Regions from separate parts of the Rattus norvegicus genome. Here region 1 is linked to region 2. The links are chromatin contacts, called in public Hi-C maps. All regions are on one chromosome and are shown on one strand. The core of a region is the stretch at or near the end of the contact, and the rest is flanking DNA. Distances in the headings are between cores, read along the strand shown. Region 1 holds the start of Hif1a (hypoxia inducible factor 1 subunit alpha). Region 2 has its middle 99 kb from the start of Hif1a.

What was found. A called contact is a pair of places that touch in the nucleus more often than the background predicts.
Region 1: a Hi-C map of liver shows a contact between it and region 2, with 1.8 times the contacts expected there. The contact joins the promoter of Hif1a here to the enhancer-like site in region 2. A contact is called at or near these places in 2 of 12 Hi-C or Micro-C datasets (the Rat2 cell line and liver).

The regions. Positions count from the first base shown.
Region 1 is chr6:98,358,179-98,363,259 of GRCr8, reverse strand. Hif1a (hypoxia inducible factor 1 subunit alpha) reads right to left here and starts at 3,362. Exons shown (of 15, transcript NM_024359.2): 1 at 3,002-3,362. The coding sequence starts at 3,036.
Region 2 is chr6:98,258,519-98,263,622 of GRCr8, reverse strand. No RefSeq gene overlaps it. Among named protein-coding and RNA genes, the nearest start is that of Hif1a, 99 kb to the left of the region's middle. Within about 2 kb of position 3,087, at least 23 of the 93 cell types and tissues checked have an H3K27ac peak or open chromatin away from gene starts, as enhancers often do. A contact at or near this core is called in liver, where this site is marked.

The DNA of each region.
Region 1 (5,081 bases), core at 2,113-4,612, 99 kb before region 2:
TAGACTTCACAAAGTGCTTTTGGAGTGGACTGGAACATGTTAAAATACTCTGATAACTAAGTAAACGCTAAATAAGAGTGTCCTTAGTTTTTTTTCATAAAACTAAGCTGTAAACATCTGATCAACACAAGTTGAAAGCCTTGCCTTGAGATGAAGGCCAATAGTCTTAACTATGGAGGTAGACATAAGCAAAATACCATATTTCTATTAAATTCCTGCAGAAACTAGTATTTATACTTGTCTACTCAAAACTTGAGCATCAGGGCAAGGGGAAAAAAAAGTAAGTCACTACCAGTTCTAAAACTACATTACCTTAGGTGTCTCTTGCTAGAGTGAACAGCGTGAGCCGCATATGTTTATGACTAGAGCCCAGAGTAGATTCAAAATGACCTAGTTAGGGAGGAAACACTGGGATGGGGAACTGTGATAGGTGCCTAGAGTCTATCATATGTTCAGTGAAACAACTGATCCTAGATGCCAGATGCCATGGTCCAAGGACAGGGCTTCAGTAGGAAAGAACCTTTCTAGCCTTTCAATTCAGAGCCAGTCTTCTCATTTTTTTGAATATAAGAAAAAAAATGCATGAAGGCACAGAAGAAAGGTTTGAAGATTATGAAAGTCTGAACTATAACAGTTAACACCCATGTTCAAGTATATAATGTGTTACAAACCATGTGCTGGCCTAAGGTTTTTAAATGCATTATCTTATTTTCAGAAGGCTAGTATTATCCTCTTGGGAGGGGGGGTATATAATCCACAAGTATTCAGTAACTTGCCAACAATCACAAGTGGAAAGGCTTGGGACTCCAACTTGTGGTTATCTATCTGTATCCTCTATCTAAATCAGTAGACTACTGATTCCTCAAACAAGGAGGAAAGCTAAATTATAATAAAAATTTTATTAATAAACTTCTTGATTTTTAGTGACCAACGCTAAAAGGAGAAATTAAGAAACATCTTTAAGAGATTTTATTTTAGTGACCCAATAACTATTTGGGGGGAGGGATTTGAAAGTTCAGCTACAAGCTAGAAACAGAATGAGCTTGACATTCTCTTGAAATCTAAGAATCCATATACATATTAGGTCAATCAAGTTCAGTACCAACAGCTAAGGAGTCAGACACAGCACATACCGACTGTTAAATCTATTATTCACTTTCTGTTCTGCTTTCTTCCAAATCTTTGAGATTTGAGTTTTCTATACTCTCTATTAAAAAAGCAAAATTCTTTCCCACCTGTTCACTTTGGAGGCTCATTTAAGATGGACTAATTGGAGAAAGAAAAATTTTACCTCTCAATCTTTCAACAAAATTATGATTACAAAAAGACATACTTAATACATAGCACCTAAGTGTTGAGTGACCCATCACTCATGTTTATTATCTTTTAGTGATATTAAGAACCTCTATATTAAGAAATATAATCCCATCTGATCTAAAGCTGCTAACATCTCAAACAAGAAAAATTAAATTAACAGATGGTTCTGAGGAAAACCTAAAAACCATTTAGAACTGGACCCGATGCACAATTAACTTACTTATCCATTGTAAGACTACTTTTGATTAAATACACACACACACACATACACACACACAAACAGTGTATATGAAAGAGACATGATTGGTGTATTACTTGGTATAGTGTATTAATATAATATAATTCAGCATTTAATAAGGACAGTAAGTACACAATGGCAATCTGCCTAAGGTTTAGAGAATAGCAGCCCATCATTTCATCAAAAGCATTGTAGTCACTTCTGCGAAATTAATTGCAACTAATTCTGGTAACTCCTGGAGTTAAGTCTAGACTTGCATGCTCACTTTAAAACATTTTCAAAGTGCTTTCTTTGGTGCATCCAAGACCTGGACGTTCTATGGAATAAAGACCAAGGCAAGGAAGGGATGTACAGAAGAGCAAGAAAATGAGTACATTTATCTCTTCTGCGGATATGGATAAGGGGAATTAATCTCTTCCAGAAGACTGGAAGGACTTAAGAATTAAGCCAGCCTTGTAACCACAGCTCTTACAACAAACCTTCAACTTCTTAAACTGATTTTCTCAAGGTTAAAATATCGAAGTAGACAAAACTGTGTGCTGGCGGCAGGGATCGATCTTACCACTACTAGCTGCACTCGTAAGCCTATAATGTTCTCAGACTCAAACCACAGGATGTTTCATAAACTTACACTGAGTTCTCACACACGATTTCTCACTTCGGATGTATGTTTTTTTGGATACAATTCTTTGCAGGTGTTCCAATAAACTTGCAACATTCTAACTGCTGGTTTTCATTTGCTTTCATTATATACACCCCCCACCCCATCTCATTAAATTATCGGCCTAAGTTTAACCGAAACTATCGGTAAGTTATTTTCAGGAGTGAACGAGGCATACTCATATTCATACATAACGTCTGGGCTCTCCTGACAGGTGATGCAAACACAAGTTTGTAGGAACTGTAAGTTATTTAAAATGATGCCATTTTCCTAAATTCCCGTTACTCTGATGGTGGCAAGTGTTTCCAACAAAACCTGCACGTGCAAACTAGAAAGTTAGCATCTTCCGGCCCCCCGAAGAAACTCCCTAACCTACAAAGGCAGCGGCGGCCGCGGTACAACGAGGCGGCTCCGGGGAGCCCGGGGTCGGCCTCGGAGGGCCTCGACCCCAGGAAGCTGGCAGCGCGCACAGGGTCCGCCCGGGGCCCGGTGCTCGCGGCAAACGCGGAGGTCCGGGGCGGGAAGGCGCGGGAGCTAGGGGCGTACTCGGCCGGGGCCGGCTCGGCCGGATGAGCGCGCGGGGCAGGCTGGGCTGCGAAGGCGCGGGGCGGGTGTCCGGGGCGGAGACCCCAGCCCCGCCGAGCGCTGGGCCCGCGACTCCCACCCCCCGCGCCAAGATGGCGACGTGGACCGCGGGGGAGCCCGGCGCGTGAGGCTGGGGGGGGGACGGAAGGGGAGCAGAGACAAAAAAAGGCCAGCCCACAGAACGCGGCGGCCCGGCTTACTTTTTCTTCTCGTTCTCGCCGCCGGCGCCCTCCATGGCGAATCGGTGCCCGCGGTGTCTTCCCGGCCGGCAGCCCCTGGGCTCGCTCCGGCCTAAGCGCCGGCTCTGTCCTCACGCGCAGAGAAAGGGGCAAGTCCAGAGGCGGGGTGTGAGGCGGGACACCCCCCCGGGACGGCGAGGCGGGAGCTGCAGGCTGCGCTCGCCGGGCTCTGGTTCGGGTTCCTAGTTGCTCCTCCGGCTGGCTTGTCAAGGCCTGGCCAGACACTGCTCGCGACGGTAGCGAGGACAGTCCTCGCGTCCCCTCAGACGAGGAGCCTCTGTGCACTGAGGCGCTGAGGCAGCGGCAGGGGGCGGGCAAGGGCGGAGGCGCGCTCGGGCGCGCGGCGAGGGGAGGGGAGCAAAGGGCTGCGCGCGCCCGCTAAGCCCGACGCGCGCACCCGCGGGCCCGCCTCACCTGAGCGGAGGCGGGTTCCCCGAGAGCCAATGGGAAAGGACGCAGGCGGCCAGGCCCCACCCCAGCCCACGTTGCTCTCAGCCAATCAGGAGGAGGTCAGCTGAGCCCCAGCTGGGGCGAGCTGCCCAGCTCACGTGCTCGTCTGTGTGCAGCTAGGGAGAGAAGAGAAAGGGGCGACCGACGGGTGCGGCTGAGCCCAGGTCTGGGGACTCTGCGCCTTCAATGGAAAGCTGCGTCTGGCCTTGGGAGGCGCTGCTGGAGCAAGTGGGATGCTAAGCCTGTGTCCGAACGTGCTCACACTGCCCTGCTCTCTGTGGAGTTGTCTGAGGCTCGCTTACTCCTTAGTTGCGTGGTTGGACCGGGTCCCCGCCCATCCCTCCTGAGTTTCCAGTTGCAAAAACAGCCAACTTTGTGTTCTGGCAGCCAGCCCCCTGCTGTTAGAGTGGGGTCTCTCCTTCCCAGGTGACCGGACGAAGCTCAGTCTCTGCTCTCTGCCACAGAACAAGGGAAGTCTCCAAGTCATTAACGATTTTCTGGGCCAAAGTTTGACTACTGAGCAAATGCAAATAAAAATATAAAACAAATCCCTCTTGCAAAACCTCTCAAGGCGAGTGAAGTTGCAGGGCCATTTTAAAATAAACTATCTTAATTTACACATAAATAACAGCTTCAATAAGTGAGAGCACAAGCCTGAATTTGAGTGACAAGGCAGGAAAAAGCATTGAGTAGACTTATTTTGCTATTATGTTGCTTTGAAAAAAAAAAGACAAAGATAATCTTAAATAGATGCAGAAAAGGTGCAAGAATTGTTTCAGACTGAGTTTATTAAAGTTCACTGTTTAGACTGAAAGAAGGAAGAATGCATCCTCCAACCTACAGACCTTGACAGGACTGCTCACCGGCTGTGCTGGGAACTATGGATTAAAGCAATCACTTTTGGTCGGTCTTTGGAAGCATGAATGTTAGGTCTGTGGGTATGATGTTTGTTAGTTTTTTTTTTTTTAATTTTAATGTATTCCAAGCCCAACAAAGGAACACTGCATGCACCTGCGTGTGCACACACACATGTACACACACACACGCACACACACACACACACGTGTTGGAGATCTGAATCTGAGGTCTCTGAAACTGACCTGACACTTGACTGTTTAATAGCTCTTCTTTGCCTTGTTAGTACATCGTTACAATCTAACGTTGGGTTGTATAATAATGTAGACATCTGTGGCAGATTTAAATTGCATTCAAATCCAAAAACAACGCCCCCCAATAAATACAAATGGTGTCCAGGTCTAATAAGACAATAAACAATGTATAAAGCCTCTCAATAGACCCATGAAGACACAGCTGGAGATTTAGCTTAGTCAGTCGGAGAGCAGTGGTCTAGTATGCACAAGGTCCTGGCTTCAAAAAAGAAGCTAAGACTATATAAATTGACTTGAGCAGTATTTTTGTTTGGAATCTAGAACATACCTCTGAAAGAGCTACAGGGAGTATAGATAGATAGATAGATAGATAGATAGATAGATAGATAGATAGATAGAGTAAAAGACCAAAAATAATTGCTTGTCCTTCATTTGTTTTTAATCATGGAAATATTTTCTGTTGTGACACCCGGAAAACACAG
Region 2 (5,104 bases), core at 1,838-4,337:
CTCAGCTTTCCCGGTGTCTTGGTGAAACCCAGTTGGCTGCTCAACCTTGGAGCAGCTGCTCTGGGCATTTATCAGGGGCTCTGTGGTTACAGTAAGTTCTCGATCGATTTATGGTGTTTGGGAGCGTGCTCGATTGTGGTGGGTGTGTGCCTCATGCTCTTGTGACCCAGGCTATAGGCCACTCCCACAGGGCTTGGTTTTGACTATTTCTTCCCTAGGACCTGGGTCCTGGATCCAGAGGGTGACTGCCCAGCATCCCATAGGCTTAATCACCTGAGGCGAACCTCTGAAAATCCTCAGGCGATCTCCCCACTGTGCCCTTCCCTCTCAGCTCTCAGAAGGGGATCAGGAGCTAGTCTCTGGAAACACAGCTACCCTCCTCTGTTAGATGGTTGTTCCCAACTCTAAGCTCGCTAGCCACAAAACACTGATCCTAGAATATTTTTCTTTCCACAGCTGGATGTTTTCCAGCCTCTCTGACTGTTCGAGTGCCCAGCTCCTTCTCAGTGAGAGGTGACAGTTAATCTCTAATGCTCTCATCAGACACCCCTGACTCTCCACAGAGCAAAGCCAGAGTTAGAACAAAACACACTTTTGTTTTTGAAGAGAAGGATACTGAAATAAGCACCATGCCACCACCTTGAATAGAACCAGCTTAACAGACTTGGGGTAATGTCCAAGATAGGAACTTGAGGGAGGAAAAACGAGGGTTTCAAAACCTGTAAGGATATATAGCAAGAGGCCGCTCGGACAACCTCACATGCCGAACATACTTGCTGTGAACCAGCAGAGTGACAAGGCTATCTACTGTGCTCTTGGGAAAAGGATTCTCAATATCTAACCTTTATGAACCGTTTCAATTAGTTCAATTAGTTACAAAGTTACATTTGTTATTTTTACAATCAGTAAACAATATTTTTTGCGAAGAGTTTGAGATCACCATTTCCTGCCATTTAATAACATCTCTCCTGTCTCCTTCAAAAAACATGCCCTCCCTTCACTATCCAAAACACAGTCTTTAAAGTATAGCTTATTGTATGGGGCCTCTCTTTCCATTTTTAATCTGTCATTTTCAATCTGTTTATTTTTCTTTTAGAATCTGACAGCACTTTAGATGTCTCACAAGCCCTGTACTGATGCCAACCTGGGGGAGTGAGAGATTCGAAGACCCTTCAATCCCTGAGAAACAGTTCCCCGAGGAATGGTTGAAGGACAGTTATTCATCGTGTTCGATCAGTGCGCTTGTAGAGGACCCCCACCCAGGTTGTGGGCTAGATGTCAGGGCCAGACACAAAGAAGATTATGATTCTAGACAAATACTCAAGGGTAGGCAGTTGCTCTAGGACCCCTAGCTGTTCCCATTGCCCTGGGAAGTGGAGACACACGCGGGTGGGAATTAGACTTCCTGAGCTTCTTCCCAGCACTGATACCAGTAGGGCTTGGGTTAGATGCTCATCACAATAGCCAACAGTAAACACAGGCTTAAATATGATCATTTACTTTTCTTTCATTTAAACAAGTGAGACCATAGGCAGGCCTTCCAAAGCTACTGAGCATGTTCTGCTCTTGCTTCACAGATGTTACCTTGTAGCTTTTTGGGGTGGCAGTTACAAGTTGGTGCCAGAAATCTAGCCACCCTGACAGCACTCCAGGCAGGAAGCAGGAAGCAAGAACAAGGGGGAAAGGCAGAGAAAAACCCCACATCCGCAGTCTAAACACCTCTTAAGCATCTCTCACGTTTAATCCTGTGCCTCTCGCTCCCACCTTCTGAGCCACAATTGCTTGGAAGAAAGCAAGGAAAAAAGAACATAGCTCTTCCTCTCCCGTCACCGCATCAACTCAGGGTTACCAGAGAGCAGGTGGGCAACCTGCCTGGGGCTCACAGTACTGCCCATCTCACTAAGTACCTGGGAATTAAATAACATAGTATTTGTAACCCTCAAATACACCTTTTCTTTGAAAGCTTTCCTGAGGCAAAGTTGGAAGTTAGTCTTTTTTTTTAATGTAGGAATCAAAAGAGAGTGTGTGTGTGTGTTTGTGTGGGTGTGTGTGCGCACGTGCGTGTGTACATGTGTGAACATGTGTGAGATATCAATTCTTTGGGAGTCCCCAGTTAGAGGACAAAGGTAGAGCTGTGGTAATGTGACCCCAGCTCATGCTTCTAGCCTCAGCCTGTCCGACATCATCTCTCTCATCCTCACTCACTGGTAATTCCCTGCATCTCTCTGGAGATAGAACAGGAGGATTCTGGGTGACAGTTGTCTGAGTTTAACCTCCCAGGGCGTCCTAGTAGCTACTCACATGTCTCAGAAAGCTTTGGAAAAGTTCCTCTTCGGAGCCTGAGAACATCTGTGATCTTAGACCAGGTGTCATTATAGGGGAACCCCTGCCCCCATCTTATGAGACTCAGCCTATGCAAAATTCAAACTTATAACAAAGATGAATGTGCTGGGGAGGATGCTGTGTACTGCATCACGACAATTCCCTTTATGAAGTGAGTCACGTCAGGCTGCCTTAATGCAGCAGCACTGTGTACTTGTAATGATTTAAGTTCTTACAAATTCCATTTATATGAATTTCACAGGGATTCATTTATTAAACGAAGTGCAGATATCCCCATGCAATTCTGTGAACCTCGTGTTGCAAGGATATTACTGCTGACCCTGCCTGAGCTGACCCTTTCCTTCGTATTTTCTTCTTCCAAATTTTACCCTAAGGAGGAATTCTTTTGAATCCGATTATAGGAGGAACATTACCAAAAATCATTCAATTATCACAACAGAAACAAGTGAACTTTGATGTTCCTGGAAGCTTCCATTAGCCACTAGCACCCCTTTTCTGTGCTGGAAAAGTACAAGTCTCCCCTCCCCTATCGCCAAAGCATTTAAAAACCTTGCAGAGAGCTGAGAATCCCCAATTAAGGCATTGGCCACCTGCCAGGCCAAATGCTAATGATATCATGGAACTCAGAGCTGAGGGAAGAGGCAGCACTGGGCGTCAGCCATTCAAGGCTGGTCTTGGCGGTTCCCGGGCAAGTTCTCCCCGTGGCTATGATTAACGATGTGCTTCTGACCAGTCTGCCAGTGACAGGACATAAAATCGCTGGCAAAGAAAAACTGGGCAGAAATCAGGGAGGGAGGAGACAGCGTGGGGCTGAGAGTCCCGGAAAACCCTGGAGAGAACAGAGTGAAATGTGTACGTCTGAGCCACTTTGCAGAAACTTAAAACCACGTGTGGATATGTAACAGAGCATCTAGAGATGCTAGGGACCAAAGCTACACAGAGACCAGCACTTTGGACTGAAGCAGAATGAGGAATCCAAGCATTTCAACAAGGTTGGGAGTGGTTTTCTGGAGGATACTGGTGCCGGCTGGGAGTTCACATTGCAGGAGCCTGGCCAAGGGAGGCCTGTCCTGACTCACCCTCACGGGGCTGGAGTTCACGGTCACTGCTTGGAAATGTTGACATTTCCTTTTAAAGGAATAGAATGTAGAGCTGGAATCCAGGACAGCTCAGAAATCTTCTCCAAGCTCTTCCATAAGTCCTTCTTCACCTTGACTGACCAACAAGACTGAGCTGGGGCAGCAGTGAGACTGTCGTAGAGACAGAAGACAAGTATCTGAGTGGGTCAAGCACAGGGCTGGCATCTGTGTGTAGCCACACACTGGCTCCACTCTCCTTCCTGTCCTACCTTCCCAATTCTCTGCTCAGTCATCTGTACCCTACGTCTGTTAGCTGGGGAATATAACATGGACATTTTTCAAAGCTCCTCGTGTGATTTTAAAACGTGAATAAAGATTGGTTGCATTTAGGAAGAACACCAAATGCTAGCACTCAAACTTGACTATCTTTTGCTAGTATGTTACCTGGGGTGGGGATGGGAGGGTGCCTTTTCCAGTTCACCGTGGTTCAGGCTGCTCACTGTAAGTTATAGAGGGTCCTGTGGAGTTAGAGTTGCCAGATGAACTAGAGAAGAAGCAGCCAAATATGAATTTCAGGAACCGGAACATAACTTTTAAACCTATCTGGAAGTCAGATCTAACTGGGCTTCCTGTGTTCTGCTTATTAAATCTGACCATCAGATCTCTACTTAATTATCAAGTTTTCTCAACTATACACACCAGTGTTTTGACTTTGTGCCACAGTAGCAAGTTGTAATAGACAGGACAGGTGTTCTACTAAGAAACAAGGAAACTTAGAAAACTCTGGGATAAAATGACGTTAACTAGGTTTTTGATGACAAAACTCCTTGAGTCCTTTAATACACAATGTACAGTAGAGACTCAGTTGGAGACTTGGAGAGTTCTCAAACTCTCATGCCAGAGAGATACTGCACAGAACCGATACACCAGTGATCTCGCTGTGGGAAGCGCCCCTGGTTGAGGAGTGTGCTATGAAGATTTTAAGCTAGCAGGTGACAAAGTCAGATGAGGTAGTGTATTTACAAGTATCAGTTTAAGAGGACAAGGATGGAGGTTAGAGAGACAGTTTATTAGGTAAAAGTACCTGTCACACACACACACACACACACACACACACACACACACACACACACGCACATGAGGACTTGAGTTTGAATCCCAGCCTCACATAAAACTGTATGGTAGCACACACCTGTGCTCTCAGTGCTCCTCTGGAAATATGGGATGCAGAGACAAGAGCATCCCTGGAAGCTTGCAAGGCAGTCAGTCTGGTATATGTATGTAGGAGTGAAATAGTGAGAGACTCTGCCTCAAACAAGATGGAAGGCAAGGAGTAACATCTGAGGCTGTCTTCTGACTTCCACACTCATGCTGGTGCACAACTTGCACAGACTTACACACTGAGATACATACACACAGACAGGCACAGATACACATAGACACACACACGCAGATACACACAGACACACATATACACACATAGACATACACACAGACGCCACATACACACAGACATACACACACATAGACACACACACCCACACTCACACACACAAACACAGAGATACATACACACATAGACATACACAGAGACATATACAGATGCACATAGATATACACAGATACATACACACACATAGACACACACAGAGATACACACATACACGTAGACATACACAGAT